Regions from separate parts of the Mus musculus genome. Here all the other regions are linked to region 1. The links are chromatin contacts, called in public Hi-C and promoter capture Hi-C maps. All regions are on one chromosome and are shown on one strand. The core of a region is the stretch at or near the end of the contact, and the rest is flanking DNA. Distances in the headings are between cores, read along the strand shown.

Region 1 (3,717 bases), core at 755-3,254:
AAGGGAAAAGGTTTGAACCCTGGTGGAATAAAGGTTTGGAGAGAAGGATGGTTTTAGTACGCGACCGCTCAGAAAACTCTGGTCCTTCTGCTTCAGCCTTAGGTCCCCACCCTCGAGGGTTAAGGCCTAGACTGTATGCCATAGGACCACAGGAGTTCTGGGCACCCAGACCTGCTTCTCTTTCAGCAGAGTCAGGTCCAGCTCAGAGCCAACTCATCAGTATTCCAGCCACGGAGTCTCTCCCCGCCCCCGCTGTGCATCAGGGCTTCTGTCTCCTTTGCTGAGATAGCCCCCTGAGGTCTACCCAACCCCACTGCCCCGACCTGCCCTAGTCTCCCAAGCCCTCAGCCCACCCTGTAGAGGCGCATGCCCGGAGGCCTCTGCCACCCGCGAGCCTCCGTCAAACCAAGTAGGCTTTGCCCTATGGTGGTGGCGACCATAGATAGGCTGCAGACTAAAGAGGGGGCATCTTAGGCCCAGCTCACAGGCAGAATGCATGGGAAGGGAGACCCGTGCTAAGGTATTCCTACAACCACTCTCTGGAGACCTTCAACTTCCCTGCGTCGCCTCAAACGTCCCCTGAGCCTCCTGCAATGCACCAGATCTCAAGGCAGACGCCGAAGGCACTTGCACTGCGCCCCCACTGGGATGCGCTGTCACCCTAGGAGGGACCGAGTGCTGCAAATCTGGAGGACCCTAGGGCGCGGGGAGTCAGGGGTGGGTTGCATAGGACTCACCTTGTGCAATTTCCACATAGCCCCCAAAGCCTTGACTTCGTGGCTGGAGTGTTTGCCCTCCTCTAGGCACTGGTAGCACACGGGCATCTTGCATTGCACGCAGTACATGCTGTGGTTCTCCAGCTCGTGGTCTGTGCAGGTGGAGACCTTGCGCGGGCTCAGCCGCCGGCTGACGCGGCCCTGGGCCGGGGGCACCAGACGGTGTTTGGCTAGGGGACCCCGGGGCGGGTGGCAGCGCAGACGGCAAGGGTCGCAGTAGAAGACATCGCACTGTTCACACATGACCGTGGCTTCCTTGGGCGCCTTCTCGCAGAGCTGGCACTTGAGGGCCGCGGCTTTGCTCTGTTGGTAGCGGTCGATGACCCCTTCCAGGACGCGGTTCTTGGGGAAACCGCGGAGCCCCCGGTCATCCAGAATGAGGCTGCGGTGGCACTGGGGGCAGGTGATGCAGGAATTGCGGGGCACAGGGGCCAAAGCCGGTGACAGGTGGGTGGGCGGTGGCGGCATAGCAGGGGGGAAAACGCGGACGCCGTTGGGCGACTTCTGGCACGGGGTAGTGGGGGCGCTGGCGAAACCTCCGTAGGAGCCATAGCCGCTGTCCGCCTCGCTGTACAGGCTCATCTTGTCCAGGTCCAGATAATCATAGTCAGAAACCCCAGAGCCCGAGGCCCGGCGGCTCTGGGGGGACTCGGACTCCGGGGTCTGCACCAGGATGTTGCGGGCGCACGCCTGACATAAATTGTGAGAGCAGGGCAAGATGATGGGCTCCCGATAGAAGGAGCCACACACAGGGCATTTTAACTCTTCTTCCATCTCTTCCATGGGGACCTGGCTGGAAGCGAGGCAGCAGCGGCTGCGGCGGAGGGGGCCTGACCTGGCGAAGCAGCCGATGGGCCTGTGGTGGCCAGCACCTTGGCCAGCGGCGGCGGTGGTGGCGCCTTCCCCGGTCGCCTAGGCGCCGACTCCCCAGGATGCGCTCTCTCTGTGAGCCACCGAGCCTCCGCGCTGCGCGCCAGCCCGGGTCCGCCCCCTTCCCACTGCTAGCCCCGCCCCGCCAGGGAGCGGAGGCTCATCGGACGGTGGCCGTGAGAGCTGCTTTCTTATTGGCCTCCCGCCTTGTCCGTCTCCTCTCCTCTGCAGGTCGCTGAGGGCTCTATGAGTCGGAGCTGGAGCCCCGGCATCGCCTGCTGGCTGCTGCGGGATTTTAGGAGGGGGCTGGCGCAAGCCGAGAAGAAGTGGGGCGGGATGATTCATCCTTTCCTACCCCCCTCCACGCTTCCTTCTGAGCTCGGGTGCAGTCACCCCGGAGCAGGGGGCGTGAGAACCCCTCCCGGTCGCGAGTGGGCTGCTGCTGCCTGTCGCCAGCGCTTGGCGCTTGCCTTCCAGCTTTGGTCTGCATGCCGACCCACCCCTTCTCCTTCCGCTGCTGGCGTAGAGCCAGCACCTCCCCCGAGCCTTCCTGGAGCCTTTTGGGCTTTTCTCCAACCCTCAGAAGCAGCTGGAGCGCCCGCATCTCTGGTGTTTAGGGAAGATGGTGGTGTGCCATGGCTGCAGTGTCCCCTTTCTGCATCCCTGGTAGCTTTTTCCCTACCCGAGGCAAAGGCTCAGCATTCCCCCAAAAGCTGTGCCACCATCGCTACATGCTTTAAATGTGCGGAGGCCCTACGCCTTGGAGCAAAGGTACCTCTCACCCTCCCCAACCTCCCGAAGCTCCATCCCCCAGTTTTCGAGAGGCCCCAGGAAGGTTAGTTGAGTTGAGTCAGGCAGTGTTTGTGTATTTCTGAGTGTTTATCGGTTGTTAACTAGCTATGTGAACGAATCGCTATGGTACTGAAGATTCCAAACAATATTATCCAATGTCACATGCCCTTAGCATCTACCATAAATTCCAGAAGAGGGGTGGGATATTATTTCTGCTTCTGTAAGATAACGAGGGATCCAGTGATAGCCCTTATATTCTAACCGATTTCTCTTTCCCCCAAACGGTGCTAGAGATAATAAGTCCTGCCTCTTGCCTGTATAACCCTTGAAATGATGACAATGATAGAATCTTTGAATAAAGATATCAGCCTGCTACTCAATGGGGGAGAATCTTTGAATCTAGTGACATTCCAAGGAAGTAATTTATCTTGGGAGCATACATAGTTAATTTTCCGAGTGATTCATGAAGCAAGTGACAAAAATGGTTTTCAAGTTCGTGGGATCTTCCAAATTTTCAATTTCCAGAAGATAACAATTATTCATAGCTTACTTTATAATTTAAAAGCACTTTTTTTTTTCCCAGAGAAAAGAAGTACTTTCTATAATCTTGATTTTGGAGAAATAGTACAAATAAATTGAATTATCTTGCAAATATATTTTTTAGCACAATGATTACAGTAGTTGATCATTGGTTGTGTGGGAGGAAAATTCACATTGTTATTTAAAACTATGTTAGTCACAGATCCTACAGGGTTTATTCCTAACCCACATTTTAATTAGTTGAGACCGGAGCTGCTAATGTTATATGCAGTCTGTTTATAGGCAAAGTGTTTCTTAAGATTTGATTGGGGCATCATCTATATTAGTGCAGGATATATAGACTATTAGTCCAAAGACACTTTGCTCATGTTAAGTAGTTAATTCTTAAGAAGAAAGGGGCATCCATGCCCGTGTATGTTACAATCCTTTCGTGTATTTTGTATTCACCTGCGCAAGTCAGAGAAACCTTGGCTAGCAAAGTAAAGAGTGTCATTCTTCCCAAGTCTGGGTTTTGCCTACCACAGAATACCATGTAAGAGGTCTGGTGATTAGCAGACAGGCTATGCTTGGTTCACGGGAAAGGGTGGGTAGTTTGAGGGCATGTCCAATGGTCTGATTTGGTGTCAGACACAAATAGCCTCAATCCGATACAGATTTATAGAACAGTTGGTCAATTAGGAAATAGCTTGAGGTGAATTAACTGTTAGATCTATTTGGTCAGGAACTAGCACATCGATCC
Region 2 (3,657 bases), core at 431-2,930, 190 kb before region 1:
TCGAGGCTAACTGGTCTTCGCCCCCTCCTTCCTCACGCTCTTGGGTCTCTTCAGAGCTCTCCGGTCCAGAGGCTCATCAGCGGTGCCTTGCACAAGGTCTCTGAAATTCCAGACCATCCACCTTTGTGGCCAGCTCCTGGGGTGGGATCCTAAGAACATTTCCCATCAGCAGGTGTGGCCCTGATAATTCTCACTGGCAGCCGCCTCACCTATCAGGCATGTAAGGCCAAGAATGAGAGAGCTGTCAAACAGCTGACACGGACTGGGCCTAATCTGATTGCTCTGATCTTGATGTGAATCAGAAAGTGGACACCCTGCAGATGGCCCTGTCAGCACAGGCCCTGTAATCTCACCTACTCTTGAGGCCAAGGCAGAGAGAGCAAAAGTTAAAGTTCTGCAAGGGATGCAGTGAACTCAAGGTCCGCCGGAGTCACTTAGTGAGGGTCTTATCTCAAGCTTTAGACATAAAGCTGTAGACATAAAGGGGGTGAGGGATATCGCTCATTGGGAGAGTGCTTGCTCTGGCACAGGGAAAGCAGAGGGTCAATCTGGGTTCTGCCCCTGAAATGAGCATGGTCAGAGCGATTAAAAGAGGAAACAGAGACTCTGTCCTTGCCAATTCTATGAAATGAAATCACACACTTATTGACTGCTGTCTTTTTTTCTGAAAGGGTCCATTTCCCCCAGTGGAAGAGTCCCCTGCACCAGGGCTTCACAGTCAAAGCCTACTGAGGACCCACACGGGGGGGGGGGGGGGGGGGCGGGGGCGGGGGCGGGGAAAGTACATTTGGCTTCAGGGCATGATGCGCTTTGCTCTGGGAGGAAGCCTGGATGCTGGCATCACATTGCATCTTTTTTTTCTCCTCATCCCCACCCTTTAGCCTGATGGCTTCTGTGAGGCAGCTCTGGCAGGCCTGTGGCTCTTGCTCTTAGGAGAAAGCTTCAGGAATATAACTTGTACCAGGTAGCAGCTGGCTCAGGTGTCCACTAACCTTGGCAGGAGAATAGGCTCTGCTATATACTGATAATAAGGAAACAAAACATCAAAAAGATCTTCATTTTGGATACATGAAGTCATTGTGTAGCTCATAATTCCTTGGCCCGAAGGGTGTTTACATAAATCATATATTATTTCATGTTTATGTGTTTTGCCTGCATGTGGATCTGTCTGAACACTACTTTCATGCCTAGTGCCCACAAAGGATCTGGATCTGGAATTATAGACTATGTGCTATTGCCTGCAAAAGCAATGAGTGCCTTTGACCACTAAGCAGTTTTTTTTTCCCAGTCTTTCAACTGTTTCTTAAACAAAGGGAACCAAAGAAATTCTTGTGACAGCAATGGCAGGCAGATCTTATAAAGCCGTGCCTAGAAAACTACTGTCAAGATTTTAAGAGTTTTTACTTTATTCTGTGGGCCTAGCAAGGGAAGCATCTGCCAAAGCTCATAGGGATATTTAATGAAAAGCAATGAGAATGAAACAAATGGATACATAGTTATATCTATGTATCAATGCATTTCTATTCATCACCTGCTTGTCTGGGTATGAGACCAACCAGGGAGGAAGCCCCAGCCTCTGCAATGGGTGTGACCTTAGGTAGGTGGCCAAGTTTTCCTCTGGGTAGAGGAAGGGGGCGGAGCAAGAGCAGCAGGGGAGGAGAGGGTAAGCCTGGTCCCTGGAAGCCTGTGGCAGCTCCCTCAGCAGTGGAGGCACCTCAGGATGGACGCTAGGGACTGTGATGCAGCCTCGGAGCCAGGGCCCCCTCCCTGTTCCTCTGTGACCTCCTGGTGGGCTATGGTCCTGAGGAACCTGAGGTGAGTGTGCTTGATGGGTCATCACCTAAAATAGCTCCCTTGTCCAGTTTTAGGCATGGTTAGGCAGTTGCTGGGGCTACCCTGTCCAAGACCTGTCCATGGTTCTCCTAGGTCTGGAGGACACTGAAGCTTTAGGGCTGGTTTTGGGGTCGGGGGACTTTGTGGCTTGCACATTCTTGCTAACTCCTGGGTTATTGAAGATAGCATTACCCCAGCATTCAATTCCTACCGAGACCAGAGAGGCCAGAAGGTTTGACTTTTCAGGAAGGTATGAGAGCGTTGGAAAGGAGGCTCCAAAAAGTTTCTCTTATCTGTTCAATTTACAACTCTACCGAATGAATTTAAATATTACTAATAACAGAGGCAGCCAAAAACTTATGGTGTGCTGTAATCGGAGGTGCAATCTTTGTAGGTCAAAGACCTGTGTAGGTGGAAAAGAGTCCTGGCTCTTCAGGTATGGGTTTGCAGGTGTGTATTTAAAGGACTGGCTGAACTTCTGGGGGTATTGGAATCACTTTGTATATATGGGGTTACTTATGTAAATTCTTAACATTCTTTATGCCTGAAAATGTCTGTTTATCATTGTGGCTTGTTTGTTTGTTTGTTTTGGTTTTTCGAGACAGGGTTTCTCTGTGTAGCCCTGGCTGTCCTGGAACTTACTCTGTAGACCAGGCTGGCCTCAAACTCAGAAATCCGCCTGCCTCTGCCTCCCAAGTGCTGGGATTAAAGGCATGCACCACCACGCCCGGCTTTGTTTGTTTTTAAATATTGTCTCCCATCGAGTCAATGGTCAGTCATCCTCGGTCTTGTTGGCCTTGGAGCTAGGTCCTGGGTGTGAGGCAGTGGACTCAGGAGGTGTGTGTATCCCGTTTAGTTTGTTGAATTGGTATTCTTGTTACGTTTCTTGTTTCTGTTTCATTTTATTTTGTGTTAGTTACAAGTACTCTCTGGCCACAGCTACACACTGGAGGTGTCACTTTGGAATGTCCCAGGGATGATGACGAACAGGGAATCTTTGCTGTCTTATCCCCCACCCCACCCCACCCCACCCCCCGCCCCCAGCCAGGTATAGAGGTTGGAGAGTGGGTGGCATCGCGTCGCTCCAGTTACCTACACTTTACCCCTTGACATGAGAAACATCCCCCACCCCCAGTTCTCTATAACACCAGTGGTTGATGGTTTAGCCCTCACTAGGCAGAAAAGAGCATCTCTTAGGTAGATAGTCAAAGCTACAGTTCACAGTCCTGGAGAGCCAGCCATTTTGCTGAAAACAGTTGTTGATAAAATTGTCTGCTGCATGCATCACTAATTAGTAAAAAGCAAGTCTCCCTAGACTCAAGAAATGCTTCCCCAAAGAATGGCCTACTGGTGCCTTTCTTTAACTGAGCAGAGGATTGTTGATCTAAAGTGAGTCGGGCTGAGGCACAGACCCAGTTCCAGCACCTAGTCTTTTGCTGCTGCTTTGAGCCAAGGGAGTTTGGATTCACCAGTGTTCCCAGGGCGCTGACCTTGCTCAGCCCCATATAGCACTGCACCTAAAGTGATGTGGTGTGAGGCAGGAGGCCACTTCATCAAGCACTATCTGCAGCGACAGAGTTTTAGTATTGTCCTAGTTTGCTTTCTTTCACTGTGATGAAACACCACGACCAACAGCAAATTGAGGAGGTAAGGGTTTATTTTATCTTACAGCTTACAGTCTATCATGATGAGAAGTTAGGTAGGAACAAACTCAAGGTGGGAACCTGGAAGCAGGAGCTGAAACAGAGGCCATGGAGGAATGCTGCTTTCTGACTTGCTCATCCTACTTTTAAAAGTATATAGGCCTACTTGCCCACTTGCCTA
Region 3 (3,805 bases), core at 1,046-3,545, 240 kb before region 1:
AAAAGATTTCTAGTGCTCCCAACACAAGAAAATGCCAGTCAGCTGACCTCATCATGATGCATGACACTCATGTATTAAAATTCCACAGATCAGTATGCATAGTTACTATGTGTCATCTAAAATTATGTTAATTTGTAACACAGCTTAACATTGTATGATCCCTCCTCAGTGTTTCCTGAAGGTGACACATAGAATGGCTCCAGGATTTAGTGCTTTACAACTGAAAATTACAAACCATGCATGAGACATCGTCACAGAAAGAACATGGCCAACGCAATCAACCGAGGAGAATAATTCAGTTTCATAAAGATGCAAATTTAACCATACTGTGTTAATTCATGACAATGCTGTCTCTCAAGACAAACACCGGGGGCCTCCCACATGAAATCAATATGCAGACATCTATTTGACTTTATCACCGGCTCACTAAGTAAATACCACACTGTAGACCACTTAGGTACTCACTATTCAGGCAAATAGCCGGTAAAAAGCAGGTTGATGGTGTCAAGCCATTAACAAATCAATCGATAACTGCTCCCTGGTCTGGGCTAACATCTGGAGAGCAAATTGTAAGCCAGCTGCTAGAACAGAATCTTTGTGCAGTGGAGGATCCCCTTGTACTCTGAGAGGGGTTCTCAGGGAGACCATCGGCCAAAGCCTGGCTCCTTGTGCTTTTTGAAGCACTAACAGCAACTACGCCTCCATCCCAAAGGCCTGCAACCTGAGGACCACACTGGGAGATGCTACTCTGTTCTCCACTATGCCCAAAACCCTGGAGCACATGAAATAGAGTAAATGGTTTGACCTTGCATATTGCTGTTTTTACTATTTTTCCAAATGAGTCGTTTTAGCATTTTCTAGGAAATACTCATATACTCACAAACATTTAATCTTCCTCAAAGTGATCAAGAGTGGCCCTACTTTTTGCAACAAAATCTTCTTTTTCCTGAAGTGTGAACTATTTGGCCTCACATGTCAATCCCCCAATATCCTTTTTTTCTTTATGCTTCATGGTTAGTGCTGTGTCTGCCTCCTTCATGTGACACGCATCTAATACTTCTATGCCTTGGGACACTTATCCACATGTCTGTTGGAAGACCGTGAACAAGGAAGGAGGAGGAGGTGCATCTGGCAAAATCAAACGACGCTTCAGGACTGTTTCCCGGAGTAACAGCGCAGGACAAACCTGTGTACTGGGTGTCGCCATTAGCAACATTTTTCTTCATTTTGCCTGGCCTAGAGCCAAAAGGTGGGGAGGGGGGAACTCTACACAAAGCATTGTAAAGGAGGTTGAACTAAAGGCATTCTCAGACTGCAACAGACTATCTGTCCTTCTCACTGCTAGGGACTTGGGACAAGTTGGGGGGTGGGGGGGGACGGACCTCTTTCCTCTTTCTCTTGCCTGAGACTTAATCTAGGGGAAAAGCATGGCCTGGCCAAACGTGGAAGTTAACCAGTTTGCACACACACTCGCCATGCATGTTGGGTTGGACTGGAGACAGCCTCTGCTTTGTGTACTTCCTGTCTTCCTTCCTGAACGGAAGATTCAATCTTCACCTCAAAATGACCCACACAAAAACCAGCTTTTAGAAGATCATTCAGAAAACCTACTTCTACTTCCTGTGAAGGGCAGCTGTCTTCCCGCCTTTCTTTCTTTTCCAATGAAATCTCACCCACAAAGAACAAGGAAAAAAAGTCTGAGCCGGGCGTGGTGGAGCACTCCTTTAATCCCAGCACTCGGGAGGCAGAGGCAGGCGGATTTCTGAGTTCGAGGCCAGCCTGGTCTACAAAGTGAGTTCCAGGACAGCCAGGGCTACACAGAGAAACCCTGTCTCCAAAAAAAAAAAAAAAAAAAAAAGTCTGGGAAACAGTCAATTTCTCCTGTTACCCATAATGCTCAGTGTACAACTTAATTCCAAGTGCAGACTAAATCTAGCATTGCCCTTATCACGAGAGCAAACTACACGCCCCAGGCTAACGGCCAGGTTGCAAGAGACAAGTTGCAACACACCTGTGGCTTGCCACCAACCCCAGTACTCTGACAGAAACCGCGCCCCACTTCCAACCAACTCTGTTCTTCCCCAGATCTTACCCTGCCCAAGAGGTTGTCCTGGAGTAGCGTCTGTTGCAGCACCGGGCCCACATCCTCCAAGCACAGCACGTGGCAGAGGTCAGTGAGCTCCTCTTGACCCAGAGACCCAGTTCCCAGGGTGTCAAAACTGTCAAACAGCTCCTTGAGTCGGGCTTCATGCTGGTCCTCCTCCACCTCATCCATCCCATAGCCCACAGCGCTCACCTGTGTGGGACATGAAGGAAGACAGGTTGGGACAGGTCACAATTGGACGGACACATGAATCTTCCCCAGCTCTACCTGGACACACACATCTCCCCCCCCCCCCCCCAAGTCCCATCAGCCACTTGGAACACTCTGCAGCAAGGCCCTGCCTGGCCAGTGGTACTTGTACACACACCAGCACGAGGGCACAACTGTACCGCTACAATGGAGTAGCATTCCTAGCAGGAAGGGTTTAGGCAGGCAGTCCTCCTCCTTCCTGACAGGCAAATGGCCTGTCTCACACCTGAAAGGGTTTCTCACCTATCAGCCTGGGGACTCAGGAAAGTGAAAGTCTCTTCTACCAGCCGGTCAGGTCAGATGAGATAATTATTAGTATTCAGTCACTACGGTGGTCAGAGCTGCCAGACAAGTCAGCAAGCTGTAGACAACCTCCCCAGATGCTGGGATCTGAGGTGTGGCCAACTTTCACTCCATTCAGCCTAGGTATTCCACATCACAGCTACATCAGAGGCACTGGCTGAGCCATCTCCCTATTTATGCCACCCAGAAGCCTTTGATTCAAAAAGCAGCTCAATTAGCCCTGCTGGTGCAATTACACACAGCAGGCAGAAAGTATTCCCCCAAGGCTCTCTTTTGCCCCAGGGTGTTCTAGGTAATGCTTAGTTGCCTAGAGAAAGGGTAAAACACCGCCCACCTTTCCTGAGGAGCCACTGGCTGTTTTGGGAGAGTTGAACAGCATCTCTGAACTCCTCCACCGCCAGCAACTCACGCTTCATTCCCGACTGCTCAGTCTTTCATTACTGATTCCCGGGTCCCAGCCTTTCACCCCCCCCCTAGAATCAGTAAAAACCTGACATCACCAAAAGCTTTCAGTCATCTTTTGCTAAAAATAAAACCACACAAATCCAGGTATTTTACTTCAAGGATAAGATGTTCACAGGCCGGGCGTGGCGGCGCACGCCTTTAATCCCAGCACTTGGGAGGCAGAGGCAGGCGAATTTCTGAGTTCAAGGCCAGCCTGGTCTACAGAGTGAGTTCCAGGACAGCCAGGGCTACACAGAGAAACTCTGTCTCAAAAAAAACAAGGAGAAAGAAAGAAAGGAAGGAAGGAAGGAAGGAAGGAAAGAAAGAAAGAAAGAAAGAAAGAAAGAAAAGAAAGAAAGGTAGATGGATCTCTGTGAGTTCACAGCAGCAGGGCATACAGAGCAAGTTCCACACAGAAAACCCTGTTTCAATTAAGAGAGAGAGAGAGAGAGAGAATGAATGAACGAAGACAAGTAACACACATACAGAGTTTAAAAAGAAAAAAATGAAAAAGATCTTTCCTTCTCCTTGTACACAATAATCAATTTTTAATGTGCTGGATCCAGCCCAAATGCTGCACACCTGGAAGCAGCTTCCTGATGCAATCGAGGGTGCCAAACGCACACATACCCTTGGGATGGTGACCTCAGGCGTCTGCAATCAGGCTTTCAGCCAACCCCATGACTACAAAACACAGCACCTTCC

The links. Promoter capture Hi-C pulls out the DNA fragments that hold promoters and counts their contacts. Hi-C and Micro-C count contacts between places; a contact is called where the count stands out from the background.
Region 2: a contact with region 1 is called in a promoter capture Hi-C map of embryonic stem cells, with 3 times the contacts expected there. The contact joins the promoter of Abhd12b here to the promoter of Trim9 in region 1. A contact is called at or near these places in 15 of 39 promoter capture datasets (the 3T3-L1 cell line, 3T3-L1-derived adipocytes, the HPC-7 cell line and 9 more), 1 of 484 Hi-C or Micro-C datasets (the N1E-115 cell line) and 2 of 9 other capture datasets (embryonic stem cells and pancreatic islet).
Region 3: a Hi-C map of embryonic stem cells shows a contact between it and region 1, with 1.7 times the contacts expected there. The contact joins the promoter of Nin here to the promoter of Trim9 in region 1. A contact is called at or near these places in 8 of 39 promoter capture datasets (cranial neural crest, embryonic stem cells, epiblast stem cells and 3 more), 7 of 484 Hi-C or Micro-C datasets (LSK cells, cerebral cortex, embryonic stem cells and 1 more), 1 of 115 datasets of contacts at active chromatin or transcription factors (embryonic stem cells) and 3 of 9 other capture datasets (adipose tissue, embryonic stem cells and pancreatic islet).

Annotation. Positions count from the first base shown.
Region 1 is chr12:70,345,610-70,349,326 of GRCm38.p6, forward strand. It overlaps Trim9 (tripartite motif-containing 9), which reads right to left and starts at 2,005. Exons shown (of 14, transcript NM_001286388.1): 1 at 738-2,005. The coding sequence starts at 1,559.
Region 2 is chr12:70,152,451-70,156,107 of GRCm38.p6, forward strand. Abhd12b (abhydrolase domain containing 12B) reads left to right here and starts at 1,681. Exons shown (of 13, transcript NM_001195033.2): 1 at 1,681-1,815. The coding sequence starts at 1,721.
Region 3 is chr12:70,100,559-70,104,363 of GRCm38.p6, forward strand. Nin (ninein) reads right to left here and starts at 2,296. Exons shown (of 29, transcript NM_001081453.1): 1 at 2,093-2,296. The coding sequence starts at 2,275.